Linked DNA regions of Rattus norvegicus: regions 2 and 3 are each linked to region 1. Evidence: chromatin contacts called from public Hi-C data. All regions are on one chromosome and are shown on one strand. Each heading gives the region's core, a stretch centred on a gene start, on an enhancer-like site or on the middle of the called end of the contact. The rest is flanking DNA. Distances are from core to core; before and after follow the strand shown.

Region 1 (3,818 bases), core at 369-2,868:
CCCGGGAAGCAGCTCGCGCGCCCGCCGGCCCGGCCAGTCTCGCGCTCGGCGATCGCGGGCGCGTGGGGCCCCGGCCGGCCCGGCGAGGGGAGAGTCCGGCGGCCGCCGCCCCGCCCCACGCCCTCCCGCGGCGCCTAGAGCCCGGGGCCGGCCGGGGCAGGTCGCGGCGCTGCCTGGGAGCCGACCCCTAGCCCGCGTTCTCCGTTGCGTGGCCGCTCGTCTCACCGCCCCGGGCTGAGGCGCGGGCCCGCGGAGGCCGCGCCCGCGTGTGCGCAGCGAGGGAGGCCGGGGCACAAAGGCGAGCGGCCGGCGCCGGGGTCCGGCGGGCCGCGGAGGAGGGGCGGCGCCTCATGAATATTAACCGAGCCGCGGCCTAGCGCGCCCCGCCGCGGGCCGAGCCGCCGAGCGGAGCCCTCGCTTCCCGCACGCGCCCGGGCTGCGCTTCCCGGGAACCCGCGCCGGCGACCCGCCTCAGGAAGGGGCGGAGGAAATAGTGGTAGGTGGGTGGTTTGCTCTGCGCTTTCCCCTCTGCTTCAGGTGGCCACCGGGGAGGGCGAGCCGGGGCCGGGGCCGGGGCGGGGGTCGGGGGTGGGGGCCGCAGCCGGGAGCTGAGAGTTGCCGGGGCCGCTGCTCTCCTGAAGCATGCCCGGGAGCCGGAGCGGGAGCGGCGCTGCGTCCCACCCGCAGCCGCACGCCTCCCCACCCATCCCCGCCGCGGGCCAAGGAAAACAGCCGCCTCCTCGGGGGCGCGGGCCGGGGCTCAGGGCAGGCTGCCACGGGCGGCCGGAGTCACCCGCGGCCCGGGCGGCCGCCGCCGCAGACGCCGCCGAGCCCACGCCCGCCCCGGTCGGAGCTGGCTTTTTGTTTGTTTGTTGGGGAGTTGGAGGGCGTCTGCGAGTCTAACCCGGTAAGGAGAAAACTTCGCTTAAGAGTAGGTATCCGGGTGCTGCAGAATGCACACACGGCCTCGGCGTTGCCCAGGAAATGCAGCACTTGAACCAGGATTTTTTTTTTTTTTTCCTTGAAGGCTTCATAGCAGCCGGGCGTGTTTGACACAGCCACCGGGGCAGTTCTGAGGTCTGGTTCTCTTTCTCTCTCTCTCTTCCCGACGTTCAGGCGTTTCCCTTCTATTTTTTTTTTTTTAATGTTGCATGAGAGGATTGTTTTCTTTGCAGGGTTCACCTTGGACTAATTCTTCGGATTGTGGGAGAGGGGGAACTTGGTCTGGGCTTGTGGCAAGGCTAAAGATCGGCGCCTGGGGAAAGTTCATGTCCTTCATTAACTTCTCCCTGTTCCAGGAAGGATCTCCGAAAGCTGATTTTTCTCTGGCCTCGGAGTAACACCGCCTGGAAGTGGACCTCTTCTCTCTGCACTTGGCCTCCGCCATACCTGCCAAGGAAACCTGTCGCCCCTGAACTTTAAGTCTGGAGAAATGAAGTCTGTTGAAGAGGGCATTTGAAGGGGCTTCCCGCAAGTCTTTATCTCGTATGTTTTTTGACCAGCCCTTAACCCTGCATCGCCTCAGAACTTGCTGTGGAATTGCTTCCCGTTTGGTGTGTGGTGGTACCTCTCCAATGTGGACTCCAAAGGATTTGTCCCTTTACAATTTGAAATGAAATGATGGCCACACATTGGACTGGTCTGCCTGAGGGAGATGGTGACAAACTCAAGGCCTGTGGAGCCGCCTGTGAGGTAAGCCAGCTAGCTGGGCGGTGGCTTATGTCTGGGATCATCCTAAGAGTACAGGGTCGTCTGCCATTGAGTCTGTCAGCTGCTTGGTGGCAGCGCCCCAGTTGACCAGGAGGGAGGTGAAGCCTGGCCTACTTTTGTTTCTAGGGACTTTAGCGATTAATAAGCAGGAACAAGTCTCTGTCTTACGTGCCAGAATCCTGGTTACCCTTTTGAGCGGGAGCATTCTTCCCTGCCTGGCCGAGAAGCATCCATTTTTCCTCCAGTGTTTTGGACATCGGTCTGCTTGGGGGTGGCTTTATGTGTAACTCCGCGCGTGTTACATCCTCAGTGGTGAGGGCAGCTGGTACGCTTGGTGCACCTGGAATCCAGTGTTTTCAACTCTGATGGGAGGGGATGCTGGTTCCTAATGGTGCCGATAGCAGCTTTGGGTGGGATTCGAAGGCTTCCCAAGGGCAATTTAGGCTCAGTCTTGGAAAACGCCTGTGGTGTTGAAATTCCAACCTCCTGGAAATCTTCTGGCTTTGCTGCTCTTTTATTTATGCTCAGTTGGCCCTTACACGGCTGCACAGTTCTGTGAACTGCTCTGGGTGGTAGGTGGCTTTCACTGAAGTTCAGAGAACAGCTGGCTGGGAAGAATTTACTTGTAAAAAAGAAAATTGTTTTTTGAGCTACCCGAACAGAATTTGTAGAAAATCTATTCACTTCTGGCCTCCCTCGCGCTGGTGTTCTCTTTTATTCTCCTTGTATTTGAGCTGGTTTATGTGGAATTTTTGTCCCTGGTGGTTCTGTCACATTTACTTTGTTTTGCATAGTTCCTGTAATTTGCTTGTTAAAGGCACTGAACATTGTTGCTCTTTATTGAGGCGACAGCCAGCGATGGCAACATCTCCAGTGAGCCCTCATATGAGCTCACTATTTCTTTTCCTCTGTTGTAAATTTTCTCCTCATGGTCTTTGGAACATGGCTAGTTCTAAGCATGAGAACTTGGACATTGAGTCACTTCAGTTTTGGTCTGGAAAGCATGCAGAAAAATGTGCTTCCCAGTTTTCTTCATTTGGGGATAGAAAGTTTGGGTGGAGGGGGCTTTTTGTGTGTTGGGACAGTTTATTGTACAGAGCTTCAGGTTTGCAGCTAGAACTAGTTCTTTACTTTTTTGCTGTCAGTAAACACCTGCTTGCAGGTAAATCGTGGTTAAGTCTGACACCACAATCTTCTGATCACAGTAAACCATAATGACGCCTTTTGGAAGACCTACCTACAACCTGGTGATTGCTTCTTGGGTACTGCAGTTACATAATAATGTATGCTGTGGCCCCACAGCCCTATTTGTCATTGTCTTGTGAACACTTTAATTAGCATGCTGCTCGCATTGTGTTTGCAAGAGCTAACGTTTATTTGATAATATATGTGTGTGTTGTTGTTTAAGGGTTGCTCTCAAACCGAGAATGTAGACACATCTTGTACTTGTCTAGGAAACAGTGCTTACACTTAGCTGCGCACTGCTTTGATTGACAGTGGCGGTATGTGTATTTTTAAAGGCTCCGAAATGTGTTTTCATTTGGGCATTTTGCTTGTGTGGCTATTTCTGGGTGAGAGCGAAAAACAGTATTGTCTTATTTCGCTCATTTAAAGAGTCCTCGGATTTTGTATTAAATGACTGTGTATTGGTGTTTTAAAGACTAGTCTTCGAGTCTTTGTGCTTCAGAAAACATTTGCAAACCGGCAGGTGGGGTGGGGGGGGCCGTGCCATTAATGCCTGTGGTTAGCTGTGATGTGTGTTTCTCTCCGATGCTGGGAACAGATTGTGGTTCCTTCCGAATGCTAGAAAGGGAGTTGCCATAGTTTCGATGGATAAATATTTGTCATTGAACACCTTGTTTTAGTGTCATTGGAAATAACTGTATTCTGTAATACATTCGACATTAGAGGAAGGGAACAAAAGAAGAGTCAATAGCTGTATTCCAGAATGTGTTCGAATAATAAATTGATGAATATTCTCAATCAGGAGACAGATACATAAGTCTTGGATGTAATGCTGTTTGTGAATTGACCAAAATGCCTAACTTTGTGAGACAGAGGAAACCAATTTAATAGTTGAATTGGCATTTCCTTCGTGCCTCGTCTAA
Region 2 (3,818 bases), core at 659-3,158, 240 kb before region 1:
CTGCTTTTCTGTAAAACACATCAGTCTCTCCATACTTTGGACTACTACGGAGCACCTGAGTACTCAGTTTAAGAACCATTTTAAGTGGCCACTGAAACCATCAGAGTGCAAAACATGTGGCATGTTTCGCAGAATATAAAAAGGATATATGTTACTGAAACCCCAAGCAAGACAAAACACAGCTCGTCTCACTTCATCTGGGAACATGCACATAACACACTTCAAAAATTTCACTGCCATGCCTACGTCCATAAATGACTAATAATGTATGGCCAAATATTAAAAGATTATGAATAAAGTTGATCAAATGAGATATTAACATATAGAATCCATGAATAATGGTTAACTTTGTCATTTCCCTTTATTGAAAGCTGCATTCTTACTTCCTTTTTCACATATTAACTGCATCTAATTAGAACATGCCTTGGGTTATCAATCTGGTTCCAAACACGGGCTTCGAATACCTGAATCCCTGGGTTCTGTGCCAAGGTCTGGAAGGTATATATATACCTTGGCTGATGGATATCAAGTTGGTCAATAATGTCGCATTCTATTAATTCACAAATCAGACGTTAGCATGCACAGGAGCACATACACAACAATAAAGTTTTTCTCTTTACATGTTAAGTAAAAAGAGGGCGAGAGATTTTTGTTTTCCTATCCACACATAAATCTGTATGAAATGTTTTTAAAGAAATCCAATCCGCTGTGAAATAAGGAATCACCCCCCCTCCAAAGATTATTCATCTGAACTGTGGGCTGCCCAGAAAAAAAAATATAAATTCTATCAAACAGAAAAACAGGAAACAAAATTGCTCCTTTATTCATCGAATAAAATTTAGCAAAAGCCTCCAACCGCCATTTGCATTGAGCTAAGCTAAGAACTATAAAGTTCACTAAGCCACCAAGCCATTTAACCCATCCACCAGGCAGTTAGAATTGCCGAGCTAATGCACTTGACTTCCCTGGCTGGACACTGCCTGCCAAGTGGTTTCAGACTCATGGATCACTCCCCCGGCCCCCACCCCCCAAACCAGAGGGCCAATGGGTGTGACTGGGGTTAAGTCTTTCAAATGAGCGTGCAGTCACAAGTGCGTAAGCATGAACGGAAGATCGAACAGCTCAAAACAAAATAAAAGCACTTCTCGGAGAGAGAGAAAAAAAATATATATATATATATGTCAAAAAGGGGTCAAGGGCTGAAACCTGGGCCAAATACAAGGCCCACTTCCAAAGGCTGGTCCTCCTGGCGCAAGCTGCGCTCGCGCACGCGCCGTGGAGACAGCGGAGCGCAGGGCGCGCCGCGGGATCCGGTGCGACAGGTGGATGGCGAAGCCGGGGCCTGGTGGGGCGCGACGGAAGGAGGGATGCTAGGGCAACAACGCTCGCTGGCCTTCCCTTCCTCCTCCATTAACTCACCAAGAAAACCACCCAGAGAAGAATAGGAAGAGAAAGGGGAAAGGGAAGCGACTTCGACACCGCCTTGGTAGCCTCAGCCGGCAAACCCGCCCCAGAGCTGCTGCTTCTGCGCCTGCGCCGACTGCGCGCCGCTCCACTAGGCCGGCCACGTAACCCAGACGCCCCGCCCATTGCCCCGCGGCTCCTCCCCTCCCCCGTCGGTCGCTCCGCCCCCGCAGGGGCGCGGCCTGTGTGTTGGAGACTATTGTGTGACGCCTGCGCGTCTGCCGTGTTCCCTATTGTAGAATTTTTCTTTCCAGATGCACCATGGAAAAAAGCAAAATGTTTGTGCGCAAGGGGAGGGGAACCACTGTTTCTACATCATCTTTTCCAAAGACGCAGGAATGTCTTTATCCGTACGTTTTTCTCAGACAGAAGAGGTTACAGAAAAAGGAATCAGAAAAAGCCAGTTTGCCCCGCCCCGTCTCCTAGCAACTGTTTCCTTAGCAACCACGCGGTCAACAACGCAATTCAGTCCCAGAAGGAGCAGAGTATTTTCTTCCTGAAAAGGGGCTCCCACGAAAGGGTCAAAGGGAAATTACACGAAAGATAGATTTTAGTTCCTTGATAAGAGAGCAAGAAAAGGAAACGGCGGTGAGAGAAGGAGTGGAGACAGTGGGAAAGTGAGCCATAAGCTGAATAGTTAAGGAACTCCTTGGTGGCCATGGACCCAGCCTGCACTTCCGAGAGTATTTATAACCTCATACCCAGTGACTTGAAGGAGCCGCCCCAGCGTCCTAGGTATGTGGGTAAGCAAAAGCGATGACTTCAGCCCAGAGGAAGATTGCTGACTTCTTTTAAAGAATTAAGGGCTTGCATATCATAGGACTTTTAAAATTAACCTTGGGTGGCAACTTCTTAGGAACTAATGGACAAATCTAAATAGCGTTTTCTAATTCACAGGGAAAAAAAGGTGAGCTAGAGCTGTCAGATGTCCATTTTATGATCATAATTCCCGCTTATTTGCAATTATTGGTTCGGTTTTAGGTGGTGTGTATAGTGTGAAATTCCATGTCGTTGAAAAGAGAAAAAATGTTTTATCAGTCCAGTTTAGGAAATCTGATGTTTAATTTTAGAAACTCAGTGTTGTATTTGACTTCTGCACTCTTTTGCCTCCCATAATTTGGGTCGAAATTGAATTCCCATTTGTTTCTAGGCCTCGGTATTTCAATTGGTTAAACAAAGATGGTGGACTAGAATATGTCTAGGATTTTTTTTCAGCCTTTGTAGTTTAATTGAAGGGATATGGTTGGATGGACAGAGATTCCAAAATAACAATTGAAGGAAATTAGTCTGTATTTGTTAGACCTTTGAAAATCTCCAAATCTCAAAAAGGAAACTACAAAATAAATGTCCCAGACACTCCACTCCGCCATATGGCTATTCTGTAAACTCTATTGAAATCTGAGAGAAGAAGACAGTCTCATACCTCTTAGGAGTTGGTGTTTTCTGCTTTGTACCTTTGTCTTTTGACTTATGAATGACACAGCCACTTTAAAAGAACCAACACTCAAGTGTGCCTGCCTATTGCAGCATCCAGGATACTGAGGGAAGAAAGAGTTCAAGGCTAGCATGGGCTACAAAGAAAGACCCTGTGTCTAAAACTAAACAACTAAGGAAAAAAAATCCTCTGAGCTAAAAAACAAAAAATTCAAGATTTACAAGTTATTATTGTGGAAGTGTGCGATCAATTTGCACTTGTTTTCTGATTTGAAAATAAGGGAAGTAGACATTCTGAGGTTCCCTCTATATAATGGTCAAATTTTTTATGACTTGGAGTGGTACCAGCAAAGTGGAACTTCTTCCATTTTAACCCTAAGCGAATACCTAGCTTAGATCAGAGCAATCACGACATTGTACTTCCATTGCTTATCAGCTGGTCCTCTTTGGGAAGGCAAGTAAATTGCAATACTCACATTACTTGTGGCTGAATTAACTTTTGGTTGAACTGTCAAAGATAAACTTCCTCCTCTCTGTAGCACACTGAAATAATCTGCCTTCTGTGGAATACTGAGTTTAATAGTTCAGCATTCTGTTAAGTGGTAAAGAGCTCTAATGCACCTGGGAAGTTTGTTTTAAAAGGGATTTATTTGGCCCCTGTTCTGTGTCTAACTGTGCCCCAGTATTCTTGCACATGCTAGAGTGACAGCATGAATTTCTTGGTTTATTCTTAAGAAATACTTACAAAAGGGACTTAGAATAAGAAGCAATAAATGGAGTGCCCTAAATAATCCTGTTAGGTGATGTCAGTTTCCCTGTCAGCAACAAGGGTGAGACAAGACACCACACATGCAAGGTACTGATTTGTTGTTTTTTCAAAGCCTGATAAAACATTTCACCCTATTTCTCCACCACACTGC
Region 3 (3,818 bases), core at 555-3,054, 180 kb before region 1:
GACTTTTGTGGCTGAGTCTGACATTGAAGCAGTTGGATACTCGCGTGATGCATCTTCCAGCAGGGTTTGTGAACCACCCATAGCCCCACCTTAGGTCTGTACCAACCATCGGGAAAAGTGTGGCCACTGAACCGCATTAACATGTTTCCTGCACTCTAGAGTTCAGTTGTTACCATAACAACAGTACTTTTCAGTTCCTGGAGTTTCTTTTTAAGATTCATTTATGTCATTTCATTTCATGTACAAGTGCTTTGCCTACATGTAGGCAACACCTGCCTGTCTTGTACCCACAGAGGTTAGAAGCGAGCATCAGATCCCCTGGTACTGGAGTTACCGTAGGTGGTTGTGAGCCACCACTTGAGTGCTGAGAGTTGAACCCCGGTCTTCTGTAAGAGACGGAAGTACTCTTGATCACTGAGCCATCTCTCTCCAGATCAATTCCTGGAATTTTCAATAATATTGCTTTTGAATATTTGTTTGGGCCCATTTTTTGAAGAAATGAAGTGGAAAACAGGTGAGAGGCAGTAGACTGAAACTATTTACCTGTGTGCTAGAGAACATCACATTGATGCAGCCAGCACCAAGCCCAGGGACTAATGTCAGGGAGCCCACACCTTGTACCCCTCTTCTTCCACAGTTCGGCTGCTTAAACATTAACAGCCAAAGTGCTGAGCATGGCTGGTCCACCAAAAATAAGTACAATATTATTACACAATTATTCCAATTCAGGGCAACATGAATTGATAGGTAACTTGTTCCCTTCAAAGCAACACAATCGGTATTCCTCTTGCCAATGTGTGCCAGAAAACGAAAATCGAATAGATCTTTTTGGCACTTGATCTTAGCCAAAGAGTGAAGAAGCCATTGTGTTGAGGCGTGCGCGCGTGTACGTATGCATGTATGTGTGTGTTGCTGTGTTTACAACCCCCGTGGCCTTTCACATCCTAGGCAAATGCTCTATCATTGAGCTATACTCTATCCTAGCAAACATCTTTTGGAGAAGACAGAGTCAAAAGAACTATACCCATGTATACCCTTTATTAAACCCAAAGTGGGCCGTGGGCAGGCTCTGGCAAGATGAGGGAGACCAAGGACTATAAACAGAAAGCAGGACCTTAGAGGAAAGAACAAAGGACCAGGTCGCTGGGCTAGAAGAAACCTGGGATTAGGGGTTGGTTTAACAACAGATTCATAAAACAAGGCTTTCTAATCAGAGCAGAGCAATTGCCTTTAGCTACAACCTAGGACAATTAGAGTAAAATGGTAAATCAGATACAGTATTTTGTAAAAAGTCCCTGCCCTGGGCTCATCGGATCACCAGGATTTGGTCGGAGGAAATGCCGGCTCGTGGCGCTTTCCAACTCCTGGCAGGGCGCCAAGATCTGAAGTCCTCCGGGATACTCCGGCCCACTTCCAAAGCCCAGAACGCGCTGCACTGCCTCTCTTTAATGCATTGACTGGGGACAAATGTGCATTTAAAATCTGGCAGGGAGGAGTCTTGGAAATTGCTGGCCTGGGGGCTGCAGCGATGGGCTTTGAGAAGGAAAATAACAAGGGACGGCTTTCTCTCCAGAACGAATCGCAGGCCTGACCCATATCCCCGCGGGGTGCGGAGCCGGCAAAGGGGCAGGCGGGGGGCCGCCAGGGACGCTCCCCGGAGCGCGCTCAGGTGCATCAGGCGCTGCTCCACAGCTGCTCCCGCGCCGCCCCGGGAATGGGCCTCGACTGTAGCCCCAGCTTTCCCGCCCGCAGGCTGGGGGCGGGGCAGCCCCAGCCACATCCCCCCCCCCCGCCCCCACATCCTCCGGGCGCTGTCCGTCCGGCGTTCCCAGCGAGAGACATGGCCGGGAGCAGTGAGAAGGCGCCAGACTCCGGGCGAGGCGTCGTGGTAAATGCGAACTCCGGATTCCCGGCTCCCTTAGCTCTCTCCCCTCCCCTCTCCTCCCTTCGGGGCACCCCTCCACTCCCGCCCCCCAACCCTTTAGCTGACAAGCGTTCGGGAGAGAACCGGCCAAGGCTTTGTTCCTCCTCCGGGCGGAGACCGCTGGTTTTCTCGCATCCAGGCCTCCCTTCTCCACCCGGTCTGACGAAACTCCTACTAAAATCACTCCTTCATCCAGAGTTCCCAATAACTCCTCCCTTCCCACCCTCCCCGCGGGTTCCTGGCCTGGAAGCCAGCCTCCTACCGGGTCCCCACTTCTGCTATCCACAAGGACTCTAGCCTGCCAGCCGGGGTTTAGGAAGATCCCCAGCACGCAGCTCTAGTGGCCTTCCTTTTAGCACTGCCTCCTCACTTCAGTGAGTTTTGAGTTCTGTTTTGAAAACGGCCACTGAGAACTCACTCTTCAGGGCAGCCAAGGTGCAAAGTAGCGCTAGTGAATGCAATCGGAACTCTGAATCTGGGGCGCGGCTCTGCCGAAGCCAGCAGCTAGAGTGTCCTATGCCTTGTCTGTGACGGAAGACAAACTTGATGTGTGAAAAACCCAGTAGTGTGTCAGGATGGAAGTGGGGCCAGGTCCAAACCTCTTCAACTTCAGGGATCGTTCATTCAGGTGTCAGCCCGAGGGCTCCCAGCTCCCACAATATTGAAATTAAACTCTAGCGGATGGTAGTTGTGAGTCCAGGATGGGGTGAAAAGGTGTGAAGGTGGTGGGCGGGGCTGATTTACCATTAAGATCCTCTTTCCAGAGCTCAGCGTGTAATTCGCAGCTAATCTGTTTATGGAAATGAATGGATTTAATTAGAATGAGTGGGTTGGGAAGGAAACACCTCTCAGTTAAATAGAACTGTTCAGGTTGAAAGGTGGGGCTCAGCTCTCAATTAAACAGCAGGACCTTCCTTCCCTCAAGGAGGAATGCCTTTTGTCTGCCGTGCCAGGTTCTGCTCCTACACCTGGTAACCAGATAAACTCTTCTTCCTGGAACTTGCATTCTGGGAAGGGGCACAGGGAAGCCCTGTGAAAACACAGTCTGGATAGTTCAGCCAGCCATTCCTGGAAAGGGGAGGGGAGCAGTGTCTTTACCCATATGATCAAAGAGTCTGCAGTGACATTTCACCCAAGATCAGAAACAGAAACGGAAGGTAAACCATGTGAGGACCCATGGCACAGAGACACATGTCAAGGGCAGAGAGGAGAACACAGTTTCTGATTTGTGCTTTTACAATAAAAACACTCCAGTCGCTGTGGGTATGATAGACCCGGTGGGAGGGGGTGAAAATATGAAAGATGGGGGTTGGGGATTTAGCTCAGTGGTAGAGCGCTTGCCTAGCAAGCGCAAGGCCCCGGGTTCGGACCTCAGCTCTGGGAAAAAAAGAAAGAAAGAAAGAAAGAAAGAAAGAAAGAAAGAAAGAAAGAAAAAAAGAAAATATGAAAGAGGAAGTCATTAAGCTAACTGCCTCCCAAATGACATCTTTAAGGTTCGCAACCTGAAAGTCATACTTGAAACGACTCCAGAATGTACTAAGGTAGATTTGGAAAACCATTGTCAGGTTAGTTTGGGGGATAAATGAAGAATGGAATAAAATAAACTGGGAGAAATAAAATCAACTGTTAAGAACAAACGCCCGGGGTTGGGGATTTAGCTCAGTGGTAGAGCACTTGCCTAGGAAGCGCAAGGCCCTGGGTTCGGTCCCCAGCTCCCGGAAAAAAAGAACAACAACAAAAAAAAAAAAGAAGAAGAAGAAGGAGTGAAGAACAAACGCCCGGGGGGCTGGGGATTTAGCTCAGTGGTAGAGCGCTTACCTAGGAAGCGCAAGGTCCTGGGTTTGGACCCCAGCTCCGAAAAAAAGAACCAAAAAAAAAAAAAAAAAAAAGAACA

What was found. A called contact is a pair of places that touch in the nucleus more often than the background predicts.
Region 2: a contact with region 1 is called in a Hi-C map of kidney, with 5 times the contacts expected there. The contact joins the promoter of Enkur here to the promoter of Arhgap21 in region 1. A contact is called at or near these places in 2 of 12 Hi-C or Micro-C datasets (kidney and liver) and 1 of 1 datasets of contacts at active chromatin or transcription factors (oligodendrocytes).
Region 3: a contact with region 1 is called in a Hi-C map of kidney, with 2.6 times the contacts expected there. The contact joins the promoter of Prtfdc1 here to the promoter of Arhgap21 in region 1. A contact is called at or near these places in 2 of 12 Hi-C or Micro-C datasets (frontal cortex and kidney) and 1 of 1 datasets of contacts at active chromatin or transcription factors (oligodendrocytes).

Annotation. Positions count from the first base shown.
Region 1 is chr17:88,378,278-88,382,095 of GRCr8, reverse strand. It overlaps Arhgap21 (Rho GTPase activating protein 21), which reads left to right and starts at 1,618. Exons shown (of 25, transcript NM_001191693.1): 1 at 1,618-1,692. The coding sequence starts at 1,618.
Region 2 is chr17:88,620,758-88,624,575 of GRCr8, reverse strand. It overlaps Enkur (enkurin, TRPC channel interacting protein), which reads left to right and starts at 1,908. Exons shown (of 5, transcript NM_001106126.1): 1 at 1,908-2,199. The coding sequence starts at 2,123. It overlaps Thnsl1 (threonine synthase-like 1), which reads right to left and starts at 1,522. Exons shown (of 4, transcript NM_001025035.1): 1 at 1,420-1,522.
Region 3 is chr17:88,560,764-88,564,581 of GRCr8, reverse strand. It overlaps Prtfdc1 (phosphoribosyl transferase domain containing 1), which reads left to right and starts at 1,804. Exons shown (of 9, transcript NM_001106127.1): 1 at 1,804-1,888. The coding sequence starts at 1,841.